Linked DNA regions of Ovis aries: all the other regions are linked to region 1. The links are chromatin contacts, called in public Hi-C maps. All regions are on one chromosome and are shown on one strand. The core of a region is the stretch at or near the end of the contact, and the rest is flanking DNA. Distances in the headings are between cores, read along the strand shown. Region 1 overlaps THADA (THADA armadillo repeat containing). Region 2 overlaps LOC114113941 (a long non-coding RNA gene). Region 3 has its middle 82 kb from the start of ZFP36L2.

The links. Hi-C and Micro-C count contacts between places; a contact is called where the count stands out from the background.
Region 2: a contact with region 1 is called in a Hi-C map of tail adipose tissue, with 3 times the contacts expected there. The contact joins two enhancer-like sites. A contact is called at or near these places in 6 of 16 Hi-C or Micro-C datasets (hypothalamus, liver, retroperitoneal adipose tissue and 2 more).
Region 3: a contact with region 1 is called in a Hi-C map of liver, with 8 times the contacts expected there. The contact joins two enhancer-like sites. A contact is called at or near these places in 7 of 16 Hi-C or Micro-C datasets (liver, mixed tissues, muscle and 3 more).

What each region holds. Positions count from the first base shown.
Region 1 is chr3:80,744,261-80,747,289 of ARS-UI_Ramb_v3.0, forward strand. THADA (THADA armadillo repeat containing) reads left to right here. Exons shown (of 38, transcript XM_060412225.1): 26 at 2,814-2,905. Among named protein-coding and RNA genes, the nearest start is that of THADA, 92 kb to the left of the region's middle. Within about 2 kb of position 1,546, at least 12 of the 54 cell types and tissues checked have an H3K27ac peak or open chromatin away from gene starts, as enhancers often do. A contact at or near this core is called in liver and tail adipose tissue, where this site is marked.
Region 2 is chr3:81,207,129-81,210,157 of ARS-UI_Ramb_v3.0, forward strand. It overlaps LOC114113941 (a long non-coding RNA gene), which reads right to left. Exons shown (of 3, transcript XR_003588726.3): 1 at 677-3,029. Among named protein-coding and RNA genes, the nearest start is that of TRNAI-UAU, 140 kb to the right of the region's middle. Within about 2 kb of position 1,428, at least 10 of the 54 cell types and tissues checked have an H3K27ac peak or open chromatin away from gene starts, as enhancers often do. A contact at or near this core is called in tail adipose tissue, where this site is marked.
Region 3 is chr3:81,065,232-81,068,260 of ARS-UI_Ramb_v3.0, forward strand. No RefSeq gene overlaps it. Among named protein-coding and RNA genes, the nearest start is that of ZFP36L2, 82 kb to the left of the region's middle. Within about 2 kb of position 1,525, at least 10 of the 54 cell types and tissues checked have an H3K27ac peak or open chromatin away from gene starts, as enhancers often do. A contact at or near this core is called in liver, where this site is marked.

The sequences.
Region 1 (3,029 bases), core at 296-2,795:
ATTTTGGAGTCATGAAAATGTTCTGGAGTTAAGTAGTGGTGATCATTTCTACTTTGTGAATATAGTAAAATTACTGAAGAGTACCCTTTAAGATAAGTGAATTTTATGATATATGAATTATATCTCAATAAAAGGATCATTTTTTAAATGTCTTATAAGTTTATCTTTTGGTCACCTTTGGAGATTACTGTGGCATGAACTCATTATTCTGCAAACTGGTAAATTTATGGAAATAATTCTGTATTAACTGATAACAGAATGACCAAATAGCTCACTAGGGAAAGCTTTTTTTTTTTTTTTTAATGGTAGTTTTTCTAAAAACTGTAACTAATTAATGGTAGAACACCACTAATTTGCTGTATCTACTGGAAAAATTAATGATAGTCATTGGCCACTAATGAGGGAACTTGATGGTGAATGGATCAGGATGGTAATCCTTCTGATCCATCTTAACATTACTCAAAGACATTATGTGTCTCCTGCCTTCAGCCTGTTGAATCAAACAAGGGAGTTTTCCTTCTGCAGGCCCTCATTCAGTCTGTAAAACAGTCCTCTATGGTTTTGATAAAGTGTGCCTCCTCAGGCTTCCCCTTTCCTCTCCAGGCAGTCCTGTTTTAACTTTACTGCCTCTGGCAGTCTTTGTCAGAAAGTTTGGTTTAGGGCAAGATGAAGTTTGTGTATTGATTTTTCTTTTCGTTTTATGCTTTTGTGTGATTCTTTAAAAAAAACAACCACCAACTTTTAATTTTATATTGGTGTGTAACCTGCTAACAATTTTGTGGTAGTTTCAGGAGCACAACAGAGCGACTCAGCCATGCATATACATGTATCTATTCTCCCCCAAACTCCCTTCCCATCGAGGCTGCAGCATAACATTGAGCAGAGTCCCCTGTGCTACACAGTAGGTCCTTTTTGGTTGTTACTTTTAAATATAGCAGTGTGTACCTGTCCATCTCAAGGTGATAGGGTCATGGATGACTTTACTAAGTCATCTTCAACCTAAGGAGTCTTTGGGAACCAAGTCCATAGACTAGGTGAGAGGTAAGACCTGAGCTAGGTCAGAGGGGATGTCAGTAGAGTACCAGGACAGAGTGACTTGTTTGGAGATATCAGGGATTTCATTAATGTTTGTTAACTGTGGAATGGATGTAAGTGAGCTTGTCCAATTTTAGAGTTTCATTGCAATTAAGGTATGAATTGTGCCGGTGTATCTGTGGTCCATTTCAAGAGTTACCGCACATAAATTGAGTCAGTCATGTGCTTCTGGAGGAGAGGTTACACACTGGTGGCTGATATGTCAAATCTGGCCCACAACTGTGTTTTATTTGGCTCCCGCAATACGGTTTTTTTTTTTTTCTTTAATTTATTGCCAACATTTCAAAATAGAATTCACATAAAACTTAGGGTTTCTGGCTTCTGTTGAAAAAGCAGAAGATCTGGCAACACCGGGCTTACATTTTCCTCAGGGCATTAGCTTCAGCTTCAGCTTAATAGTGCCTGCCTTAGACCCAGTCCTCTGCCGCCTGTGTAACTCACTGCCTTTGTGGGCGTTTGAGTGTGTGATCCTTACTGCAGTAGTTTCGGGAAGCTGTTTTCTAAATCCTACATTGTTACTGTCAGCTACCTTTCTTCTTACATTGCTATTTTAACACACTGTATAACTCCTGTCTAATTAGAATATGAGCTCTGTGTTAGCAGTAAGTGTGTGTCTTCTATTTCTGGATATTCTCCATGGTGCTAGTATACGGCCTTACATACTTAGGAAAGTCAGTACATATTTATACATCTCTACTCAGATTTGGCAAGGTAATTGAGGAAGCCCAATATCCCTGGTATAGGGCTTCCCTTGTGGCTCAGCTGGTAAAGAATCTGCCTGCAATGCAGGAGGCCTGGATTCGATCCCTGGGCTGGGAAGATCCCCTGGAGAAGGAAAAGGCTACCCACTGCAGTATTCTGGCCTGGAGAATTTCATGGACTATATAGTTGATGGGGTTGCTATAAAGAGTCAGACACGTCTGAGTCAGACATGACTGACCGACTTTCACCTTCAATGTCCCTGGTGGCTCAGATGGTAAGGAGTCCGCCTGCAGTGCAGGAGACCTGGGTTGATCCCTGGGTTGGGAAGTCCCTTGGAAGAGGGCATGGCAACCCACTCCAGTATTCTTGTCTGGAGAATCCCCATGGTTAGGAAAGCCTGGTGGGCTACAGTCCATGGAGTCCCAAAGAGTCAGACACTACTGAGCAACTAAGCACAGCACAATATGCCTTGATACTCAAGACATTTTTATGACATAGGAAACTGTCTTGATACATTGGTTGGGAAGCAGATTAGTATTTTATTGGCCATATTAATAATGTGGATCCATTGAGTTAGATCTGATAAGTATTTTCTCATAGGTAAATGATTGTAGAAAATAAAAGGAAAGAGCTAAGCTCTTTCTTGGGATATTCATCAGAAATGATGTAGAAAAATGAATTTATTGGTTTTGTTTTTTTAAAAATGGTTACTTGATGATACAGGTACAAAGAGATAATGCAACAGTTGGTGGTTGTAAAGAAGTACAGGAAAAAGCTGTGTTATGTACATGTGGTTGGATTGTTGAGCTCAGTTTAAGAGGAAGTCCTTCATAGTAATGAAGTAATTGCTATAAAGTTATTGAAAATTGTCTTATTTTATGAACACAACTCTATCTTCTTTAGCCACACACTAGGCAATCGGGTAATGGTTTTGAACATTGTAAATGTCTGAACATTGTAAATGTTGGTTTCATGCCATGAATATTTCTTAACTTGTACTGTGTATTTTTACACAGGTGAGAAATTCATCCACGCTTCTCTTCAGTACCTTGATCACAAGAATATTTGGAGTTAAAAGGGGAAAGGATGAACTTTCCAAAAAAAATAGGTAAGCTTCATCTAATGCTAACTTTATTTTTTACAAAATATCATTCTGGCCAAAAATAATTTTTAGAATTTTGCTTACTTTTATAGATTGATCTAGAGCATAAAACTATAAAAATACTATAGTA
Region 2 (3,029 bases), core at 178-2,677, 460 kb after region 1:
TGTTTATGGACCTCATGGTGGTGGGAAGACGGAGTTGAAGTTCTAAGTGGAGTCCTCTGCATTTGTATACACACACACAGGTGGGACAGGACTGGAGCCTCCTGGTCCCTGGGGCTCACTGGTAGGGGTGAGGCTGGAGAGCAGTGATGCTGAAGCATGTGGTCCCTGCTCCGGGCTGGTGGTACAGATCTTGCCTCTGTGGTCCCCAGGCACTAGGACCACCTGGCCGCATTCTTCCCACTCACTCCAGAACAAGCAGTGTGCCATGAAGCTGTCTCCCAGACGACTTTCCCCCAGCCATTTCAAACCACCTCCTGGGTGGCATACTATTGCTTTGGCAGCATCTAGAATAGCTGCTTTGCACAGGGGACTGTCACTAAAGTTTCCTCCCCTGCTGCAACCTGAGTCAAGCTCTACCCACCCCTTGCAGCAGGATTTTCCCTCACACCTAACTGGGGTTTCTCCCACACAAGCCTCTGAGGTTGAAGGATGGTGCTGCCTTCTTCCCCCTTTCCTGGTCCCATTGCCATTAGCAGCAGCTTCTCTGCAGCCTGTCTGCTTCAACCTTGCTTGAAGCCTTGTTTCGAAGCCCCCTCCACTGGGCAATAAGCTTCATCAGGGAGGGCTACAGGGAAACAGGAATCATGGGAAAATGAAAACACATCACTTTACATACCTGCATGCAGAGATCCATAGACACCAATATCAAGATCTCCACCTACTCAGGCCCTCACGGCAGACACCCTGGGGTGAGTGGGACCAGTTCAGGGACTTCTCAGTGTTACCCCAGGAGCCCCACACCATCCTGATCCTTTGTCTTCCCTCTCAAGATTGTTTTTTCTCTCCCCATCTCTCAAAGGCCTTGGGAGGGAGGCAAAGAGGAGGGAACGATACCTCTTCTATAGATATTCCTAAGGATAAAAACTTGGAGGTGCCCCTCTAGCTGGTGGATTTCTATGGCTTAAATGCCTCCTGCCCCTCAAGGCTTCTGGACACAGTCCCCTCTGCTGGGCTCCAGACCCCTCCGTCAGCTGCTCCGAGACCCCCCTCTCTGATCTCCCAGCGGCTCTTCCAACTCACCCTGTCCCAAACTGACTCGTCCTCTTCCTTAAGCTACCTGCTCCTCTTTCCCCAAACCCACACGCATCTGGTCCTCTCTGCTCCCTAAACAGCTCCCCTCTCTCCCTCCCTCTCCCACTGCACTGAGTCAGCCCTCAAGTTCCACTTCCCATCTGGGTCTCCTCTCTCCACCGCCCTCCCAGCCCTTCATGGTGACTGCAGGACTATTCTTAGGGCAAGTTGGGTCTTAAGCCCTCAAGCTTAAACTCCTTCGCGAACTTCGCGGTGATCACAGGACGCTGCGCCCTGATCCAGCCTACCCTGACCCTTCTGCTCTGATGTTTATGAGCAGCTTCTCGGGTACCCAGACAGGCCTGGCTCGCTCTTGACTTCCCTGTCACACGTGTGGTTGGAATGCTCACTCCCTTGAGTGCCTGCTGAACTGCTCATTTTTCAAGATCCTGCTTGAGTCACATCCCCTGGGAAGGCATCCTGAGTCAGAGTTAATCACGCCCTTCTCCTGTTACCACAGAACGTTATTCACGTTTCCCCTTGGGTGCCTCTCCCATCCTCCACCATGCAGCCTGGCCAGAGCACCCCCGCCTCCCACCTGGACTGTTACAAGTGTCTCCTGACCCAGCCCCTGCCCTTGCTCTCGCCTCTTCCAGGCTACTGTGGAAACAACAGTCCAAGTGGTCCTTTGGAAAAACCAGTCAATAAACATCTCCCGGTTCAAAACTCTCCAGTGCCTCCCATCTCACTCACCATAAAAGCTAAAACCCTACAGTGGCCTCTGACATCTCCTGGCCTGGTCCTCCTTAACCTTTGGACCTCCATCCCTGCTCCCCTTTCCCTCCCCGCCCCAGAAACACTGGCTTTCTTGTTGCTCCCGAACACTTGAGGCCCTCTCCTGCCCCTGGGCCTTTGCACATCCCCCAGAAACCCACTGTCATCTCTCCTATCAGCTTCAAGTCTTTGTTCAGTCTCACCTTCTCAGGGAAGCCCACCCTCCCAGGCCTGTGAACACTGCAACCAGCCTCTGGCTCCCAATCCCCCCTTATCTGCTCCATTTTCCTTTTTTACAGCAAGTCGAAGAACTGATGCTTTCGAATTGTGGTGCTAGAGAAGACTCTTGAGGGTCCCTTGGACTTCAAGGAGATCAAACCAGTCAATCCTAAAGGAAATCAACCCTGAATACTCATTGGAAGGACTGATGCTGCAGCTGAAGCTCCAATACTTTGGCCACCTGATGCAAAGAGCCAACCCTTTGAAACAGACCCTGAGGTTGGGAAAGATTGAAAGCAGGAAGAGAAGGGGACGACAGAGGACAAGATGGTTGAATGGCATCGTCAACTCAATGGACATGAGTTTGAGTGAATTCTGGGAGATAGTGAAGGACAGGGAAGCCTGGAGTGCTGTAGTCCATGGGGTCACAAGAGTCAGACATGACTTAGCGAGTGAACAACAGTGATAGCACTTTTTACCTTCTAAACATATTAGTTAACCTATTTTTTTTTTTAATTTTATAGCCTATCTCCCCTTCCAAAACTATCTGGTTTGTTTACTCATAGATCCAATGAGCCTAAAATATTGCTGACACATGGTATACACTCAGTAATGAAGGCATGAATCAATTAATCAAAGCTATTTATTGGTGGGCTTCCTCAGCAGTCAGTGAGGCCCTGGAGATGGAATCCATGCTCAGTCACCTCTGGGCCCTCAGAGCTTAGCCCGCTGCCCTGGCTACAGTGGTTGCACAAGAACCGTTTACTGAACGAATGGGTATCTGTATGGAGGGATGAATAAAACTAGGCCCTGCCCTTTTGGCTGAGGGAGAAGAGTAGGGACCTGAGCCCTCCACACAAATGCCCAGTTTTTCCTGGGCTCCTCCTGTGCCCTGATCTCCCGCATCTTCCCAGAGGGTCCTGCCTCAGCCCTTTCCCCTCAGGCCCAGGCCTCACTGGCTGTTT
Region 3 (3,029 bases), core at 275-2,774, 320 kb after region 1:
TACTTGTCATCTTTTACTAGCCACTTCCGTCGCTTGTGTGCTAAGATGTTGGTTCCTGGTGAGACTCCCTACCATCCAAGGCGAAGGCTGAGTCATCCTTAACCATGGCCTCTGTCCACCACGTCTGATGAGCATCTCATCTAGTGGATTCTGACACTGGTATCTCGAGTCTTCCTCCCTTCTCCCCCATTCCCCACAACCCTCAGTGTTTGTAAGTTTAGATCTCTTCCTAAGATCTCATCTCTTCTTAAGAGTGGCCAGTGGAACCAATCAGACCTCCTGGGCCATCCTCCACCCAGCTGATGTGATGGCACCCTCCCCTCCTGATGGCTCCAGCCTGCCTCTCTGCCCTCCGGTCCCAGCACTTGCAGGACGTGCAGAACCCATGAGCATGCTATGCGGGAAACAACTGGGCCAGACTGCTTCCTTAGGTTTGTTCAGAGGCCGCTGAATAGATCTGTGGGCCACTCCTTCCTCAGCGCCCCACTCTGCTCTGTCCACTCTGTGTTGAGCGGCTGAGGGAACACAGCCCTATTCTGTTCCCCCAGCCACATACACAGCCCTGACCCCAGACGCAGAGGGGCCTTCAACCTCTCTCTCTCTCGACCCTGATACCACCAACAGCGTGGGGGTCCACACCACGGAAACCTGGGTGGGATCTCGTGTTTGCCCCTTTCCCACTGGGGCCCTCAGACAAGTTATTTTATCTCTGAGGAATTTTTTCCTCATCTCTCAAATGGGGTAATATCACTACCTGTCTCCCAGAATGGGTAGTTGAGTCTGTCAAGTGTTTGGCACAGAGCCTGGCACATCATGAGAGGGTAGCAAATAACTTTCATGGTTTCCACTCTTGTTATTAATCACTAGGACCTGGGAGAGAGTGCAGATAACTCAGAGTGGCTGACGCCTCTGTCCTTCCCTCCCCTCCCCAGACTCTCCAGCACATCCTTCATCCCCTCTGCACTTGTTCAGAGCCTCCTGTTCGTCTCCTCTCTGGCTGTCTGCTCTCGTTCCCTAAACAGGGGCTTAGGCAAGGCCACCTAGTCCCCTTTGGCCAGCCCTTCCTCCCAGGACCCAGTGCTGTCCCCACAGGGCTGTGATCCCAGCATCAGAATTGTCCTCAGCCTGGGGGTGGTGTGGGCTGCCACGTTCAGCTTCTTATTACAACAGCAGTGGGATTGCTCAGTAAAGCCCCCAAATCTGACCCCAACCACACAGGGAGTGAGATGCTGAACTGGCATGCTGGCAACCCAGGTCTTCTGGCTCCAAAGCCAAGACTGTCTCCATTCTGCCCTGCTACTGTCCCTTCCAGCCTTTTTTGCCTCTGTATGTCTCAGTCTCCTCATCTGCACAATGGGCATATGAAGAGGAGGGGAGAAGCATGGGGTTGGGATGGGAAGCTGGGAGGAGGTGGAGGCCATGCTGTGTACCAGGCAGGCAAGCCTGGCTGGGGTGAGGACTCTAAGAGGGTAAACAGGAGGTGAGGGAGGCCTGACCAGTCTCCACCCTTCCAGCCGCACAAGAACTGTATCTGAGTCCACAGCGCCCCCTGCTGGCAGATCACCCAGAAGCTCCCTGTGGGCAGCACCAGCCCCAAGCCTCACATTTCCCTTTGGTGACCACTGGGAAGGTGTCACCCCTCCCCTCAGGGAGCCCAGTCTGAGGGCCGACGTGTATCCAAGGCTCAGGAAGCCCAGGATGGGGAGTGGGAGCCAGTGTTTCTGTCTGAGAAGGGAGCTCCCTAGGCCAAGGGGTTCAACATTCTCTTCCGGAGAGCCCGTTGAAATCTCTGCCAGAGGGAAAGACCTGCAGACTGGCCGGAAGCCAGGTGGTCTGCCCCGTGCCCAGCAGTTACCCATGGTTACAGCGTCTCCCATTCCCCCACCCCTATCCCACAGGGACGACGGGGGAGACAGGTGAGGGCAGACGCTGAGAAACCAGGGCCCTTGCTTGCCCTCCAGCCAGGTCCCCTCATCAACACTCTCACCATCTACAAATGGTCCTTTTAGCCCTCCAGATCCCAGGCCCACCTTCCTCCTTGCCAGGACTCTTGCCTGCATTGGCAGTAGTTTCATCATCTCTGCGTTTCCTTAGCCTGATTCTGTGTTAGGAGCTAGGGACTCAGAGCAACAAGCCCCTAACAAGACCACCAGGACCTCCAAATGGCAGTATTCTCCCCATCTTCTCCCTTCCCACTAACCCCCTGGATGGTCCATGCTCTGGGCTCCAGGACCTGCTCTGCAGGGCAGTCTTAACACACCCCAGATTAAAATCCAGCAACTTGTGGTCACCCTCCTGTCCCCTCCCTGGAAAGTCACCACTCACCACCTCCAACCTTGGGCTCTTCTCACTGCCTTTGAGACTTTTCCATCAACCTGCACCCTTCCTGGACTGTTTACATAAAGACCAGATTGAGATCCTCCTCTTCCAGGAAGTCTTCCTAGAGGAAGTCAGCTGGACACAGTTTTGCCCCAGGGGACATTCAGCAATGTTAGAGACATTTTTGATTGTTAGAACCGGGAGGTGGTGCTGCTGGCAGCTACTGGGTAGAGATCAGAGACACTGCCCAGCATCCTACAGTGCACAGAACAGTCCCTACAACTAAGAAATACCCAGCCCCAAATGTCAATAGTGTCAAGTCTGAGAAACCCTGATTTGCAGAAATCCACAGATTGAAATCTTCTAGGTGGCACAATGGTAAAGAATCTGCCTGTCAGTGCAGGATAGGTAGGAGATGTGGGTTTGATCCCTGGGTTGGGAAGATCCCCTGAAGAAGGAAATGGCAACCCACTCCAGTATACTTGCCTGGAAAATCCCATGGACAGAGGAGGCTGGCAGGCTACAGTCCATGGGGTTGCAGAGAGTCAGACCCAACCGAGCACATATGCTCGGACTGAGGAATAAAATGGTGGCCAAAAAAGGGACAATAGCTCATGCAGGGGAAGGGCCAGAGCAGATGTCTCCAAATAGACACAGGCTTCCCATTTGCGTGGGCTTTATCCTCCCATGTACCTCCCACACCTCTCTGT